Regions from separate parts of the Mus musculus genome. Here region 1 is linked to region 2. The links are chromatin contacts, called in public HiChIP or PLAC-seq maps. All regions are on one chromosome and are shown on one strand. The core of a region is the stretch at or near the end of the contact, and the rest is flanking DNA. Distances in the headings are between cores, read along the strand shown.

The links. HiChIP or PLAC-seq counts read pairs in DNA pulled down with a chosen protein or histone mark.
Region 1: an H3K27ac HiChIP or PLAC-seq map of embryonic stem cells shows a contact between it and region 2, with 4 times the contacts expected there. The contact joins the promoter of Tab3 here to the enhancer-like site in region 2. A contact is called at or near these places in 3 of 39 promoter capture datasets (cranial neural crest, hippocampal neurons and stem cell-derived epiblast-like cells), 1 of 484 Hi-C or Micro-C datasets (embryonic stem cells) and 5 of 115 datasets of contacts at active chromatin or transcription factors (embryonic stem cells and stem cell-derived neural progenitor cells).

What each region holds. Positions count from the first base shown.
Region 1 is chrX:85,572,014-85,576,191 of GRCm38.p6, reverse strand. It overlaps Tab3 (TGF-beta activated kinase 1/MAP3K7 binding protein 3), which reads right to left and starts at 2,170. Exons shown (of 10, transcript NM_001358447.1): 1 at 1,870-2,170; 2 at 582-642.
Region 2 is chrX:84,440,371-84,444,738 of GRCm38.p6, reverse strand. All of the region lies in intron 50 of Dmd (dystrophin, muscular dystrophy), which reads right to left. Among named protein-coding and RNA genes, the nearest start is that of Gm52441, 70 kb to the left of the region's middle. Within about 2 kb of position 1,533, at least 9 of the 459 cell types and tissues checked have an H3K27ac peak or open chromatin away from gene starts, as enhancers often do. A contact at or near this core is called in embryonic stem cells and stem cell-derived epiblast-like cells, where this site is marked.

The sequences.
Region 1 (4,178 bases), core at 921-3,420, 1.1 Mb before region 2:
GAGGTCTAAGAAGGACCTGTGGACACTATCACAACCCAAGGCCCCTGTGAACACTTGCTATTTACTTTAGTAGTACAATTATAAATATAATTCAAGATCAGAGTAAACAAAACATTTATTCTTTGAAGTATCTTGGGTACACTAAGGTGAAGTTACCAAAACCATGAATTTCAGGTATAGGTCACTGCTAACTATTTAGAATCTTTACACATTAGCTCAAACCATACCTCCGTCTAAAAAATGGACACATCCAAAATAAAAAAAAAATACTTGAGATTATCTTTTAAGACACACGAAAACCTTCAACAGAATTGAATGGTTTCTTTACAATAAAAAATTTCCACTTTCAATAAATTGATGCCAGCACATAAACACATACAGCGTATCTAGAAAGAACACATGCTCTAAACTTAGATATACAAGAATCTGAGTTCTAGCTTTGCAGTTTACGCACTATATAACCTCAGCTATGTAAGCAAGCTACAGAAGAATACTGAAGTTTTATGCTGTTATCTGTGCAATAGACATTGTCTCTAACATCGAGAAACACTTAGGATTCAATTAAAATGCATACTGCCTACCAAGTCCAGTGACTGCAGATACTCAGCTCACTTTGCTCCAACACAAACTGCACAGGGTTGCCTGCAATTAAAGAATATGTCACATAACAGAAGAAAAGTCAGGGCGACTGGACATTCATTATGCCTTGTCAGATGTAACGTCAGGAATCATATATTTATTATCTACCTTCCCTAAAGCCAACTTTGTCTTGATTAAACAAGTTCTAGGAGAAAGGGGAGGGGGACTGTACGTTTGTAAAAATTACATAACCCACTGATTACAAATTACGTATATGTAGAATTGAAGACGTGCTTGCTGACTTCCAGTGTTCATTGAGAAAAGTTACCATAGAAGATAGTGTACTTTGTAATTGAATATTATAGTTAAATCTCCATTTAAAAAAATCCAAAAACTTCTCAACCATGCGTCCTTTCTAAGTGTGTTCTTTTATAGTCCTATAAATCACTCATAAAGCAAAAAGTAAGCCCCCGACCCCCACCCACTAACAAAGTACAGAGCAAGCCGGGTTCATCAAGTTGTTCTTTTACACTGCTCCTTCCTTTCCGTTTACAAACTCCTAAATACATTATAAATGATAAAAATTGACAAAGGTTACTGAAGCCCACAACCAAAGAGCCCTGCCTTGCACCACTAACAGGCAATTTCCCCAGCAACAACCAAATTCTAAATGTTATGCTTCAGAACAGGCAGTTTTTTATACTTCAACGTGTCTTGAATCTGAACTTTTGGTTCTTTACTGTGCAGCTTACTTTCTCCTTCACCTTGCCTACATCTTCCCTCCTCCTATCCTACTTAATCCACTTTATAAGCAGATACGCGGTAGTAAACTATAAACCTCCAACTAGGACCAACTCTAATCTGTTGTTGGACCTCAGAGGGCGGCTGTTCAGTGTCATCTTTAAAAGACGACAGTATCTTAGCTTTCCTCAACACCTGCCAACAATTATTTGCAAACCACTTCCACGACAATCATTTCTACCACTACTAACCTTGCGCACAGGTCCCAACACCTTTAAAAGAATCAGCCTTAGTTCTGCGAGTCCTAATCCCTCGAACGCCTTAACCCGGACTTCAAACCTGTCCATAGAGGTGCGTTCTGCAGGATGTCCAGGAGCCCAGGAGGAAAGGCATCCTCGCCTCTCCCGCGAGGGCTGATAGCGATCAAGCCCCTCCACCCCCAACCCGCAGCCACTCCCTCTCCCCTCGGCCTCGGGGCGTTCGGGGCGTCCTGGCGGGCGCAGCCGCCACGACAGGCCCTGCGCAAACCTCCCGCAGCCAGGTACTTACCCGGGCCGGCTGAGAGCCAGAGGCCGGGACGAGCCCCGCCGACACCCGCAGTCTCGCCCACGCCCAACGTCGTGGTCGCGGGGTCACTAGGACGACCCCAGGGCACCTCCGAAGTCCTAGCCTCGGGCAGGTGCCGGGCCTCCCCGCCACCACTCACCGAGCCCCCGCGGCCGCTCCGGGCTCCTCCGCCCGGCCCTCGGTCCGTCCGCAGGCTCCCACGGGGGGTCCGGGCGGGCACGGCTTCCCCGGCCGAACCCCCTTGACTGCGCGCCGTGCCGAGGGCAGATCCGGTGTGAGCCGCCGCCGCCGCTGCCGCCGCCCCCTTGCCTCCTCCTCCTCCCTCGCGGCGTCCCTCCCACTGAAGCCCGCCTCGTATTTCCTGGATCCGGTCTCTGGGAGAGGTTGGGCCAAAGAGCTGCCGGCTTCAGGGCTTCCGTCGGGCGCCTTCGCTCGCCAGACACAAAGATGGCACCGCCCGGGCCTGCTGTAAGCGATCTCGCGAGGCTTTCCCCACGGGAACCAGAGGGCGGGGTCCCCACAGGAAAGGTGATAAATGAATCTCCCTCCCTCCTCCCCGCCGCGAGGGCTCGCCCAGGTCCGAGCTGGGCCCCGCCCCCGCACTGGGGGAGTTTAGTGCGCCTGCGCGAGACCGTGGGTTCTGCCGCTTCCCAGAACTGCCTCTAAAGTGAGAACCCTGCTCGGAGTTTGTACCTGTTTCCTCCTGAGGTGTGGGGCGGAGTTACAGAGCGAAACCCAGTAAAGCGCTCCGCATGGTCAGGAGCCAAACTGAGATGCATCTCTTAAGGCTTGGCATCCCACATAGGCTCCGAAGATTAAAACAGGCTTAGACGCTCCCAGAAGTCCTCCAAGTCCTTTGCTCCTCCTGATCTCTGCTGTGACCCTGGTGTTCAGAAAGTCTCCGATGCTCTTTCATTCTGTTGGTTCACATTACCATGCTCTTCGGAGAAAACAACTGTTGTCGGGTTTTGCACACAAATAACTCCTTTTCTAGTATTTTTTTCTTTTGATTCATAGAGTCAAATAAGTATTGTTCAATTTCCTATACACTTACTATTGAGGAACATAATGCTCTGACCACACACACACACACACACACAAATATTGGTCTGAGATGGAGGACAGGAAAAAAGTTTTATGGTATAAATAAACAGAGATAGGATTCAAAGAGAGATGCCATCGCTCAAAGAAGAAAAAGAACTAGAAATAGAACTTCCACATGACCTAGATATATCATTCTGGAATATACACCCGAGGACTCCAAGCATACCACAGACATACTTGTACATTTACATGTACTATATAGCACGACTCACAACAGCCAAGATAAAGAATCAGCCAAGATGCTCACCGACAGATGAGTGGATAAAATGAGGCATGTAAAAATGTGGAATTTTATACTATTACGAAGACAAACTATGTATTTTCAGGAAAATGGATGAAACTGGAAATAATTATATTAATTGGAATAAGACATTCCGATGTGTCCTTTCTCTTGTATGCAGCATCTATATTTTTAAAGGCTATATGTAAATTTCATGAAGTCATTGCTTTTAGTCACTGAGTAGTCCTCCATCATGTAAAGTGAATGGGAAGAAAGGGGAACATAGACTGCCTGGGATGGGGGGGAATGGGGAGGGTCCAGTTTAGATGCTTAGAAGACGGTTTGTGGAAGCAAATCTCAAACTTCTGAGGAGAGGGGAGCTTTCAGTGGAGATGGGGTCCCTGGGGGAAACATCTGACACGGGATTTGCATGTCCTGGGAAACTATAATCTAGATCCAAGGACTGCTAGGGAAAGGAAGTACCAGTTTCCTAAATTCCCCTCAGTCTGATGAAAATGAGATATGGACTAGAGCTGAATCTGATCCTTAACTTCCGGCGTCAAAAGCCACTTTTTTTTTTTTTTTGGAAGGTATAGGTGTTCAGAAGAGGCAGGTGTCCTAAGTCACTTTCTCATACTGCACATAGGGAAGGCTACTGTGCTATATATATTGTAGATAACTGAACAGAACACCAATGGCTTATGCTCTAAGATCAAGAATCAACAAATGAAACCTCATAAAATTGTAAAGCTTCTGTAAGACAAAGGATACTGTCAAGAGGACAAAACAGCAACTGACAAATTGCAAAAAGATCTTAACCAATCGTACATCAGATAGAGGGCTAATATCCAATATATAAAAAGAACTGAAGAAGTTAGACTCCGAGAGCCAAATAACCCTATTAAAAATGGGGTACAGAGCTAAACAAAGAATTCTCAACTGAGGAAACTCATTTTGACAAGAAACA
Region 2 (4,368 bases), core at 284-2,783:
GACCCTGTTTCCTTAGGTGATAATAAATCCTGTGATGTCAACAAATCAATAGGAACCATCACATCTTCCAATTAAATATTATTGATTCTTATACTTTCAAAAGCATACAATTTTATTTTGATTCTCCTCCTGTAATTCTACCATAACATATCCTTTGGCAACTACTTATAAGTCTAACTCAGTGCTTTAGATATCCTTTAGAAGCTGCCTTGCTTCAAGCTTTTTAAACCTTATGGGACATAGAACATTAGAGACTGTGTAATCTGACTTAGAAAGATTAGTCACAAGAAAGAGTTATAGTGATTCTTCTCCTTCCCTCATTGTGACCAGTTATTCTAACTAAATCTTGGACTGGTCTAGTAATAATTCCAGTATTAGAGATTCCTAGCAAATAAAATAGAAAATAGCTAAAATCTTAATTACCTAGCAAAGTTAATTTGGAGCACAGCCTCCACTCCCAGAGAAGTTGCAGCCCTGCTGCAATTCTTAAAGCCACTCCCCCACACCAGGAGCTCTAAGTCTAAGCTTGAACGTTGCTAATTTGCAATTGAATGGAGTACCTGGGCTTCAGTAAAGAAGCTTTTGTACTATTGCTTTTCACTGTCTCAACTTTGTTTTTCAAGCAGGTTAGTCAACACCCCTCAGACTGTAGCGGGTGTGCACCCTTGCCTCCAACAGCGCAGGTGGTAGTTATTAATCTTCATCAAGAAGCATTCTAAGTACATATTGTTGCTTTGGTCTGAATTGGGAATAAGGTGTGCTAATGAGGGCCGGACAGTCAATGATGGACATCCAGATCTCAGAACCATACCAATCTAAGACAGAGGTACATGCCAAAAGGCCATGGCTGTTGATAACACACCACAGAGCCATGTTTTATGTGAAATATAACACAAACAAGCTGCACCTAGCCTCCAAGACAGAATTGGATGGTTTGGGAAGAACTAAGATTTCCTAAGACAGGCACAGCCGCCAACCACCATAACTCCCAGGTAGGACTATAGAGCATAAATAAATTTTATGCCTCAGTCCAGTTTTTTTTAATATTAATAACAGCGAGGAAATTGTAATCTCCCCCAGCCTGAAGCAGGCTGAGCCAGACCTTGACCTTGCTGCCACTAAGGAGATTACCTAAAGTGGAGCCTTCCTCCCTAGATTACTCTATTGTTCGGCCATTGCCAATGCCACCTTTCCTCCGGCTGAGAGGCCCCTGAGCTATTCTGGAGACTACACCCTATCCTGCATGTTGTCACCTGCAGCTGGTTCCAGGCTCCAAGGATGAATTGGCGGGAATGGGCCTCCCTCCACAACACACTTTATAAGCGCATTTGAAATTAAACATTTGAGTCTTGATCAGGAACCTTGTCTTAGCTCCATTTTTCTCTCCACCGCCTAGTTTCCCCTCTCTTTTCAGCCTCAGCTTGCCTCCCTTTTCTTGTGAGACACAGGGGGGGTTTCAACACTGGGGTTGAGGTTTTGTCTTGTAGGATCTATTGTAATGCTAAGTGCAGGCCGTGAAGAGCTGGTGTCTGACCCAGCCTCCATGTTAATTCTTCATGGTGAATAAAGATGCTGACAGCCAATAGCTACAGAGAAGATACATAGGTGGGGTTAAGTTTTGCTGGGTTTGGGAGAAGCAGAAGGAAGCCTCCAGGGGAGACAAGAGGAACGTGCTGAAGAGAAGAAAAAAACACCATGGGTTAGCTGAGCCATAACAGCATGGCCATGAGGGGTAGCCAATTAGAGCTAAGAACAGCCCAGATGAAACACAGTAAGTAATATTTTGGGTTATGGATAGGAAGGTAGAATCTAACAGGATGCAGAGTAGATTTTAGGAATGCAAACAGTCATACTCAGAGAACTTTGCCCATAAATGTAGCCATGCATTGGACGTGGCTTTTTTATCACACTGATGGTGACATCTTTGTTGCTTCTTAGTACATATTTTACCTTTCTCACTAGTTCATAACTTAACATCTACTCGGTTTACATGGTAGTTTGATATATATTTGGGGGAGTTATTTACCTGTGTAAATGTGCAAACCATAAAGTTAAAAGAAAACCTAGATGTGATATTTAACATTATCATCTCTCAAACTGTGAACAATGATCAGATTTCATGTGATACAGAAATGATCAGCTCTTTGTAGATATACCTAAAAGTGCCTCAGTAAGTAAGTATATGGAACTCATTTTCATAAAATTAAAAGAATGTAACATTTAGTTATCTACTTTTCATAGTGTTTGGCTGCTAGGACAGGAAAATATCCTCCAAGGTAGGGGCAAATTTTCCAGACTCAGTGTTACAATCATTACTAACCCTTTTAGCAAATGATTGTGGAACACTAACAATAGTTTCACAAATTGTTGCAAGCATTTTCTTTATTTCCATCATGAATTGCTTTTACAAATTTCCCTTTTATGTATGTAAGTGGTACTATTGGTTTTGAATAACTATTAGAACCACCTAGGATTATAACTATTCTCTCTATGAAGAAAGGTAAAATATAAATGTATCTCATGGTCTATGTTTACTTTATTAGGTAATAATGTATCAGCAAGACTTTATTTTAAAGGGACATCAGGAAACGGCAGTTTGTGGGCTAAGTCTGTTCCAACGTCCAGATTTATAATTAAAGATTTATTGGAACACAATCACATTTGTTCATTTAGAAGCTCTCTAGGGTTGATTTTGTACTTCAGTAGTATAGTTAGATCATTTTGGCTGACTTTTTTTTCACCTAAAATCCAAGAATAATTACTATCTGGCTTTTCATAGAATAAACTGAAAATTTCTGCTTTAGAACTTTTAGTTGAAATGATGTTATTAATCAATATCTGAAATAGTGATTTTAAAAAGCACTACTCTACTCTTTTACACTATAAAATGGAGACATTTTTATTCACCTCAAATTACATCTTCCTCGATTCAAAGGCTGTTATTGGATAAATCAATTCCTAAATTTCACTATTGTAGTTAAAAGAACAATGGAGTAGAGATAGAAAGTAAAAGTCTTCCGTTTTGAGTTTCCTCAAATTCAGTTTCTGCAATTGCAGTAAAATAATTTTTGTTCTTTAGAGTCATTTTAAGGATCAAAGCAGTCAATAACAGAAATATATAAAGAACTTAACATTTGCGATCATACAGATCTTAATGTTTATTTCCATCTTGAGTTTCACTAACTATAATCATAACTTCTTTAAATTAATATTCATGTGTAATATGACCAATGTCATTCATTTAGTTATTCTGCTACCATTACTTCATTCCTCTGTTAACATGGCTTACTATGGGCCATAGCTTTTCTGTCCAGGTTTGTCTACTCATTTATTTCACTCAACCTACTTGTACCAACTGTATTTACCACAGCATCTTTTACTAGAACACTTCAGCTTTAACCACATAGGGAAAGTAAATTTAAACCTAGATGTGTGTTTCATTGGAACACTAGCTAGCAGAGATGAATAATAGCCTAGTGCCTTTTCATACTTTTGGAACAAATAAATGCTAAGAAGTAGTAATTAGAAGTAACTAACTGGTCGAAGTTAGAGATAAAAGGTTAAGTAAGTGGGTTGGCAGGGACATAGGATATAAAACAGCAGGGCTGGCTTCCCAGAATTCATGACAAACATTAAGTTTCTGGTCTGTATGTTGATTTTAAGAAATTCCAACCGATATTCATTTCTATTTTATTGTATAGCTTTGCTATCCAATGGAGTTCACATATTTACCACAACTATTCAACAAAGAAATCACTAGATATGTTTTAGAATATCAGGTCTCAATATAACACATACACACACACACACACACACACACACACACACACACACAAAACCAGTTTACTAAACTGGCTTGTGTAGTACAATTGCTGACTGAAGGTGAACTAGTACAGAAAACAGGGAGAATAAACAGAACTAAATAGCAACACTGAGGGAGAAACAGGTTTATAATCTCAATGCTTTCATATCTTATGGCCTCTTAAATTCCAGAAGAGAAAGAATAAATACACAGAAAGAATTCATGCCTTTTTACTTAAATCACTTCGATTCCCTGAGTTTGGTTGTAAGCTTTAAGACCTAAATCATCCCAAGATGCTTTAATTTTAAGATTTAGATGCTATGATAGAAAGAGAGATGAGGAAGACAGAGTACTCTTGTCAAACTTTGTCTGGAAAATTCACTCATATAAGCATGGATAAGATTGTAGTCTCTATATATATCTAGACTATGTTCAAAGACTATATGGCCAAGACCCAGTATATTTAACATAAAGGTCAAATAAAGGCATAACTTTTAGAAGAGAAGAATTTAATGAATTCAGGGTCTTGCTGTGTGAACTTATTAATATCTAAGTCTCTTGGGGAT